Regions from separate parts of the Sus scrofa genome. Here all the other regions are linked to region 3. Evidence: chromatin contacts called from public Hi-C data. All regions are on one chromosome and are shown on one strand. Each heading gives the region's core, a stretch centred on a gene start, on an enhancer-like site or on the middle of the called end of the contact. The rest is flanking DNA. Distances are from core to core; before and after follow the strand shown.

Region 1 (2,700 bases), core at 148-2,647, 55 kb after region 3:
GAGGAAATGGCAGGAGAGCAAAGTTGTCATCAGAGTGAGTGGGGAGGTGAGGGTGTGAGAGTGGAATTGAATAAATGTTGAAAAAAGGAAAGGGAAATTGAGACCACACCTAAGAAAATGTCTATAGCAAAGGATAAAAACAAGGAATTCAGAAAGAAGACAGACGAGAAAAAAAAAAATTTGGAAAGTTTCACTGCTAAGTAAAGAAAAGCAAATTAAAAGATGTATTTTAGGAGTTCCCACTGTGGCACAGCGGAAATGAATCCAACTAGCATCCATGAGGATGTGGATTTGATCCCTGGCCTCTCTCAGTGGGGTGGGGGGGAATCTGGCCTTGCGTCAGCTCTGGTGTAGGCCAGCAGCTGTAGCTCTGATTTGACTCCTACCCTGAGAACTTCCATATGCTGTGGGTGTGGCCACAAAAAGTAGAAAAAAAAAAGTTATATTTTAAAAAGCCATTAAACTGGCAAAGATTAAATGATAAAGGCAAGAATGTCAGTGAAGGGACAGGCTTCATAGTCCCCCCTAGAAAACAGAGAACAAACCTTGTCTAGAAAGAAACCTGAAATACAACTCCATTTCTGAGAATTATTTCCTAGTAAATAACCAGACATACGCAGAAAGATTTATGTAAAAAGGATATTTGTCACGTTTTTAACAGTGAAAAACTGGAAACAACTTACACTGCCATCGGTAGGAGAATCGTGAAATGAAGGATGGCAGTCCTGTAACATACTAACACACTGTCACTACATATTGCGTTATAGATTAACAATTCAGATACGTGAAAAATCCTCGTAATAAAGAAAAAAGTCATAAAACAGTAGTATACAAAGGGTGATTCCGCTTTTGTACAAAACCTAACTATAATGCAAATATACATATTCACATAGGAAATAACTAAAAATGAATATCCTCAAACACCCTCAGTGGTTTTCACTGCGTGTGAACTTACGAGTGACTTTTACTCACACTGGGGTGCACGTCTTCATTTTTCCAATATCCCCGACATACCTATTTTTTATGATGCCAGTGGCTGGACTACTCCTGGCCCACAAGTGCCGGGGAAAAATGATACTTTATTTGCACGTCATCTTCCTCGCCAGCACTTCAAGGCTTTCGGCAACCCTGACACTTTCTCCAAAAAGCCGCGACGCCGGCGACTCCTTTCTTCTTCCGCAACCGCGGCGGCGACCCTAAACCAGAGTAACCCAGGGGCTGTTGCCAAATAACTCTCGGCCGACCTCTTAAGTGGACGGAAACGGAAAAAGAAAACGCACAAACGCAGTGATTAACGCGCGGTCTGTTCAGTTCAGCAGCCCAATAAGCGGAAGGGCCTATTCTACTCACGGCCAATCTTCCCCGCTGCGACCGGAAGCCTTAGGGTCACTTCCGCCCTTGTTAAACATGGCCGATCCCACCCCGCATTCCAATTAGGGGGCTGCCCAACTCTTAGACTAACCGTGATTGGTCGCCAAGAGACTCGGAAGTGTCTGTAATAAATGTCTTATCCCAGCCTCAGCGGAGGACCGTCTAGTCCAACAAGCGTGGTCCCCTTCCGCCCCGCACTAGGAACTCGCGTTTTCCGGGCTGATCTCGATGGTATCTTTGGACGGATAGAGGGGACCGCGCAAAGTATTATGGGACAACGATGGCCGCTTTCAAGGTGCGGGTTTTGGCTTTCTGAGACGTTCTGAGCGAGGAGTGGCTGCGCCAGCGCCCCAGAATCCGGGACAGAAGGTCTCGAGAGTCGGGCGTGGTGAGGTGAGTGTCCCTTCTTCCTTTCCGACCTTTTCTTACCCAGTCGTGGTGGCTCCAGGCAGCGGATATTGGTCCCTCTTTCGGGTTTGGGCCTAGACTTGGGAATCCTTGTCTTTGTCAGCCAGTGTGCCTTATTCGCTGTAGGGATATTGCGCAGGACAGCCTGCCGCGGCCTTCCTCTTTATTCTGATCAGATCCTGCATTTTGGTGCGTCCCCGCTGAGGTCCAGGGATGCTGCCCTGGGCGTCACCTGCTCCCTTCCTTAGGCCTCCGCATTAGCCCACTCCCAGACGGACTCCGAACCCAGTAGGGGTTCTTTGGGCTTCCTCTTCTCTGTCACAGTGGTATCTCTATCAGGCGATATCCTCTGCTAGAATGTCAACTCCAAGAAGGTCTGGACTTTTGTCTCTTCTCTTCTCTATCTCTAATGCCCAGAACAACGACTGGCTCACAGAAAGCTGTCAGTGAATAATTATTGAATGAATATATTCAGTTTCTTTCTTCACTATTTTCCTTATACCTCTTGTGGCTTCTTTACCATTAATACTTATTCGCAAAACAGCAGTTAACTCCTCAGCCACTCGTTGTCCTGTCAAACTCTTTTTCCTGTGCTCCTAGTACCTGTCCTTGCTGTCTTTAGGAATTTCTGGCTCCCTATCTCCTTTAATCAGTTTAAACTTGTTCATTCATTAATTCTTCACATGGTTCTGTTGTAGGCACTGGGCGTAGTAGTCATTAAGACAGACAAGGTTCTCCTGCATAAAATGACATACTAGGGGTATTTTTTCTAGTTCAGACTACTGAGCAGAGTCTGTATGTCCTACCTTCCTGGATTTGCTCACATGAGTACAGATATCACCAGTAGGTAGCTTTCCCTTTTCCCTTCTACCTAATGGCATTTTTTTTAAAATTTTTTTTGTCTTTTTGTCTTTTTGTTGT
Region 2 (2,900 bases), core at 254-2,753, 50 kb before region 3:
AGTCTGTGGATCTTTGGTGGATCTAGGTCCTGCCTTTTTTGTTCTTGTGTAAAAATGCAGTCCTTGTGCTGGACATCTTCTCTTTCCTCCTCCATAGCCATTTATCATCCCTCTCCCTCTGATCTATATCCCTGGAGGTACACTGGTGCACAGTGTGTATCAATTCCTTTGGTTTCTTCTTCCAACAGGGGTAGGGGGTTAATACCAGTAGGAGTGAGAGCTAAGTATTTATTCCCCTGCTCCTTCCGGCGAGGTTGTTGCAAGTTGTCTGCATGCCTCTACCAGTGATTCTTATTTGGTGGCCCTTTCCCTATAGTGATCCTCTAGAGGGTTCCATTTCCTCATCTTTCCCCTTCAGACCTAAAGCTGTTAATGGTTCTGTGGCGATACACTGTCCTTTGTTGGTTTCTCTAAACGTTATGCACACCTTTGTAAGTAAGAGCTTATTAAAATTCTCCCCACATCACGCAGGTGTGGATACAGTGTGTTTCTAGCTGGTCTCCTGATTGTTAGACTTCTTGAAAGGGCCTATGATTTTATTCACTTTTGTAAATTTGAAAAAATAAATGTTGTTACTGAATCATAATACTTGTAATATGTGTTCGTTTTTACCTGCTTTCTACAATACACTTGTAGTAGGATTTTGAGGGAGTGAAACTCCTCCACACATTCTCTGCCAAGAGATTAACAGCGAAATGTAGACCTAACTGGAGTTCCCATTCTGGCCCATGGAACAGAATCCATCTAGTGTACATGAGGATTCAAGTTCCATTCCAGGCCTTGCTCAGTGGCTTGAGGATCCCACATAGCCCTGAGCTGTGGTGCAGGTCACAGACCCAGCTTGGGTCCTACATTTCTCTGGCAGTGGTGTAGGCCTGCAATGGTAGCTGCAATTTTACCTCACCACCAGGATATTCCACATGCCTTGGATACGGGCCTGAAAAGCAAAAAAAAGAAAAGAAAAAGAAAAAATATAGAATTCATTTGAATATTTTCAACTTTATTCACAAGTTGGATTTATCTTTGCAACATGCTTTTTTTTTTCTTCTCTTTTTAAGGACCACCCCTGTGGTATGTGGAAGTTCCCGGGCTAGGGGTTGAGTGGGAGCTGCCGAGCTGCCTGCTTCTGCCACAGCCAGAGCCAGATGGGAGCCGTGTCGTGTGCCTGCCTCGAGGCTCACGACAAACTCAGACGCTTAAAACCCACTGAGGGGGCCCAGGGATCAGACCTGCGTCCTCGTGGATGCTACTCCGGTTTGTTACCACTGAGCCACAGCGGGACGTTTTAAAGATCTTCATCTCTGCTCATGCACTCAGCCCCTCCTTGAGTGAGTGAAAATCGTTTTGGAAACATATTAGACGTTTAATGGTAAATTCCGGGTTTGAGAGCTCCCCGTTTGAGGTCGCTATGAATCTGATCATGCAGTTTTGACTCCTACTGTCTGTCCGACATTCATCTTGGGACGATGGTAGTGCCTCACATTGGCCACAAGGTGGCGGGCTTGCCCTTCTGAAGAAGTCTCCCTCTTCTTGCCCATCCCAACTCAGCTCCCTCTGTAGCCTGGAAGAGAGGGGTGGCATAGACTCACCGGTTGATAGAAGCGGGCAGAGTTCATCGCCCAATCCCCCTTTGTGAGACCTGAGGTGTCTGGCTCCAGACGTTTTTGCTTCTTTTCCTCATTCCAGAGTTTGGGGAGAAATGATTGAGTAGAGCCCTGGGTATAAGTTTCAGGTGTACAGTGTGGTTGGACCTGCATACATCATGCAGGGTCATTCATGGCTCCCTGTTTTTCTATATATGTTTTGTGATTCAAGACTGCGAGTCCACTCTTCTTAGGAAGGTCGTTTCCTCCAGGCAGGATTTGTGATTGCTTCTACCAGGTGCCTGGAAACACCATTAACCTGGGACCAACATAAAGTAGATTTTTAGCTTGCAGTTTTGGGGCGCACCCAGGCACTGTGAATTCACATTGCAGAGCCACAGAGGGACCGGCTCGTGGTCCTCATTTCTCGTGGGTGATCTTTTCCATGTCTTCCCCTCGTGGCCAAGGATTGGAACGGGCAGTTTACCTTGCAGTCTCGACCAGGAGGGTGTTGACACCTGGAGTCCCAGTTCCAATCGGCCTGTGTGTGTGTGTGTGTCTGTGCCCATGCGCGGCCCCCCCGCCCACCAGAGGGCTGTTAGAGACCCTGCTTTGGATGGGCTTTGAGTTTGGTCCCCAGGTGCCTGTGATTTCAGGACCGAGGAAGATAGAGCTCAAGTTTGCCTCCTCACTTGTCAAATGACTGCCAGGTGAAGACTAGCTTTCAGTGTTCTTCCCTGCAAAGTTATCACTTTGGCTTCTTTTTTGGCCTGTGTATTCCTGGTTTTCCAGCTTTCGGTGCATTTAGTTGTGGAATGGGCACTGCCGAGCTGCCAGCTTTCATCACAGCCATGTCCGTAGCCAGATGGGAGCCGTTTGGTCTGTGTGACCTACACTTCAGCTCTCTGCAACTTGGTATCCTTAACCCACTGAGTGATTCTTTGGATCAAACCCATCCTCACGGACCCTGTATCATGTCCACACAGTCCCAATAGATATATTTACCTATACAACTGATTCCCTTTCGTGTATACCTGAAAGTAATACATCATTGTACGTCAACTATGGTGCAGAGAAATTACATTTAAACATTTGTATCAATTTTGATCATTTAAAACATTTATGTATGTCATACTACAATTTTTAGTGTCTCAAATAGTGTTGCACTATATGACTAAGATCATTCACTTGCGTTTAAGAGTTCGGATGCACTTAGGTTTTTTCTTATCTCTGCTGACTTGTTACTCTTATTGGGCAAGTGTCTGGTAGAAGAAATGACTGTAATAGTTACTGTTTTTCTGGCTGTCTTTCTATTTC
Region 3 (2,709 bases), core at 60-2,559:
GAAAAGAAACAAATAACATACAAGGGAACCCCAATAAGGTTATGGCAGATTTTTCAGCAGAAACTCTGCAGACCAGAAGGGAGTGGCATGATATGCTTAACGTGATGAAAAAACCTCCAACCAAGATGACTACCCAGCAGCTACAGCTCAGATTTCACACCTAGCATAGGAACCTCCATAGGCCACTGATGCAGCCCTAAAAAGATTAAATAAGTAATTTTAAAAAAAGGATACAATATGCTATTTGCCCAAGACAAACTGACTCACAGACATTTAAAAACCTTAAAAAGGGGCAGGTTGGGGCCAGGAGAGATGGGCTGTGGATTTGGGACAGAAACATAAAGTTAGGTTGTGATGATGGTTGTACAATTCAATTTAATATTCCCCGAGTTAAAAAAAAACAAATATTAAAAAAAAAGATGAAAATAGGCACCTTGGCAGATGAATCCATCAGAATAAACACATAGAAGTGAGACAGCAGCTTTATAAAGAAATAATGCTCTCTGTGGGGGGGGGGGATGGGGAGGGTCAGTAGTGGGAACTAAAACGTTTCAAATACCAAGAAAATAAGAGTTTGCTATTTAGGTACAAGCTTTCTGAGCAGAGGACTCAGTCGGGGCTACAATGAGATTGGTGCCAGGACATTTTCAGTTTTCAAAGTTCAGTAAGTCTTCATTTCCTGACACCCTTATAAACATACATACGTTTTAGGCTTTTTTTTGGGGGGGGTGTCTTTCGTTCTTTTTAGGGAGGCTAGGGGTCTAATCGGAGCTGTAGCCACTGGCCTAGCCCAGAGCCACAACAACGCCAGATCCGAGCTGTGTCTGCGACCTACACCACAGCTCAGTTGCCGGATTCTTAAGCCACTGAGTGAGGCCAGAGATCGAACCCGCAACTTCATGGTTCCTAGTCAGATTCATTAACCACTGAGCCATGATGGGAACTCCCAGATATACTCTCAATCCATTCTTTACCTAAAGCACAAGCACTCCACCAAAATGTTTAACTTAAATGATCCAAAAAAAACTGGTTAGAGTGTTGTTCAGACTCAAAGAACCAACCAGTAAGCAGTCAGAACGTCCAGATTACAAACCACAGAAGAGTTCGCACGCGCCCTAGCTGAGCGCTCTGCCCCTGGGCGACTCTCCGCCCAGACGCCGGGAGGTCGAATTTGCTGGCGGAAGAGGCGTGATCATCGCGCAAAGCGTCCAACCAGCTCCTAAGGGCAGAGCAGGGCCTTTTCCCGCCTCGGAGGAAGCCAGCCCCACCCTCCTGCCCGGCGATTGGTGAGTCGGAAAAGGGGCGGGGATTAGAGGACTCACCACCATCCTCTCCAATGGAAACGAGACAGAGGCGGGCCCAGTGGAGGAAGAAGCATGGCGTGGCGACAGCTCAAAGTGAGTCCAGCTGGTGCTGATGTACAGCTGAGAGGGAGGACTACTGGGATGCGGACCGAGGGGAGGATGGAGGGCTAGCCTGGGCCAGGTGTGGACCAGAGGCGCTCCAAGAGCATAGACCTCTTTGGCACATTGTCTGACTGTGAGGGCAGCTGCAAATGATCGTGCGTGTGCATTTACACGTGTGCTTGGTCACTGTGTGTAAATGGCAAATGTAAGCCGATCTGTGTCAGCGCACTCGGGCCTTTGTTAAGCCTGGCATAGGGACGCTAGTGAATACAGGACCGCCTAGCCCCCTGTGTTGGATCCAACCTGGAACTAACTTTAGTAAGACACGGCCCCAACCCCTTTAGATAAAATTTTAGGGCAGGGTCTGTGTAACGGCGCTCAGCTATTTGTTGATCGACCTGAGGGGCGTTCCTACAATCTGGAGTCTAGAAGCAAGAAAGTAACTGCTGCAGCTATGTTGATGGCTAGGAATGATCCTTAAAGGCACATCGGATTAGGTCTTTATTACTCCCTTGTTTAGGGAACAAAACACATCTTTATGCTGGCCAAAAATCCCTGCCTGTCTCCCCAGCTTTTTAAGCCATACTTTTCCTCACTCCTTGGTTCCAGATAAACCTTTCCCCATCCCTCATTACTTGGATGCAGCTCATTTTCCTGTGCAGCCAGAGAGAAAACCTGTACACACAGCCATCCCCATCCCCTGTACACACAGCCATCCCAAAGTAACTTCTATTTATCCTATGAACATCGGCTTTAAGGCACTTCCTCAAGGAAGCCTTTCTCTTACCTCTCAGATTGGGTAGGTTCTGCCATCACCCTTTGCTCTTTTTCATAGCACTGTCACAGTTACGTCTGCATGATCATCGATTTGTCTCCTCCTGAGGTTGTACTTTCTCATTAAGACAGGGACTGATAGGAGTTCCCGTCGTGGCTCAGTGATTAGTGAATCCGACTAGGAACCCTGAGGTTTCGGGTTCGATCCCTGTCCTTGCTCAGCGGGTTAACGATCCCGTGTTGCTGTGAGCTGTTGTGTAAGTTGCAGACATGGCTCGGATCCAGCATTGCTGTGGCTCTGGCGTAGGCTGGCAGCTACAGCTCTGATTCGACCCCTAGCCTAGGAAACTCCATATGCCGAGGGAGCGGCCCAAGAAATGGCAAAAAAGACAAAAAAAAAAAAAAAAAAAAAAAAAAAAAAAAAAAAAGACAGGGCCTGGTAGGTTTAGGCCATCTTTGTTCAGTCACTATGCACTGAATGATCGCATTAATGGATTAGTAATTCAGCATCTGGCAGTGATAGAGAAAA

Evidence for each region. A called contact is a pair of places that touch in the nucleus more often than the background predicts.
Region 1: a Hi-C map of liver shows a contact between it and region 3, with 5 times the contacts expected there. The contact joins the promoter of DHX38 here to the promoter of DHODH in region 3. A contact is called at or near these places in 2 of 5 promoter capture datasets (fetal liver and liver), 16 of 47 Hi-C or Micro-C datasets (alveolar macrophages, blood, embryonic fibroblasts and 7 more) and 1 of 2 datasets of contacts at active chromatin or transcription factors (alveolar macrophages).
Region 2: a contact with region 3 is called in a Hi-C map of adipose tissue, with 2.3 times the contacts expected there. The contact joins the enhancer-like site here to the promoter of DHODH in region 3. A contact is called at or near these places in 22 of 47 Hi-C or Micro-C datasets (adipose tissue, alveolar macrophages, blood and 13 more) and 2 of 2 datasets of contacts at active chromatin or transcription factors (alveolar macrophages and skeletal muscle).

What each region holds. Positions count from the first base shown.
Region 1 is chr6:14,996,694-14,999,393 of Sscrofa11.1, forward strand. DHX38 (pre-mRNA-splicing factor ATP-dependent RNA helicase PRP16) reads left to right here and starts at 1,398. Exons shown (of 27, transcript XM_021093857.1): 1 at 1,398-1,764. TXNL4B (a long non-coding RNA gene) reads right to left here and starts at 1,384. Exons shown (of 3, transcript XR_002344529.1): 1 at 1,015-1,384.
Region 2 is chr6:14,891,613-14,894,512 of Sscrofa11.1, forward strand. The region is part of intron 1 of IST1 (IST1 homolog); the gene reads left to right. Among named protein-coding and RNA genes, the nearest start is that of ZNF821, 23 kb to the left of the region's middle. Within about 2 kb of position 1,504, at least 9 of the 83 cell types and tissues checked have an H3K27ac peak or open chromatin away from gene starts, as enhancers often do. A contact at or near this core is called in adipose tissue, alveolar macrophages and fetal liver, where this site is marked.
Region 3 is chr6:14,941,589-14,944,297 of Sscrofa11.1, forward strand. DHODH (dihydroorotate dehydrogenase (quinone), mitochondrial) reads left to right here and starts at 1,310. Exons shown (of 9, transcript XM_021093829.1): 1 at 1,310-1,397. The coding sequence starts at 1,377. The region is part of intron 3 of LOC102158108 (a long non-coding RNA gene); the gene reads right to left.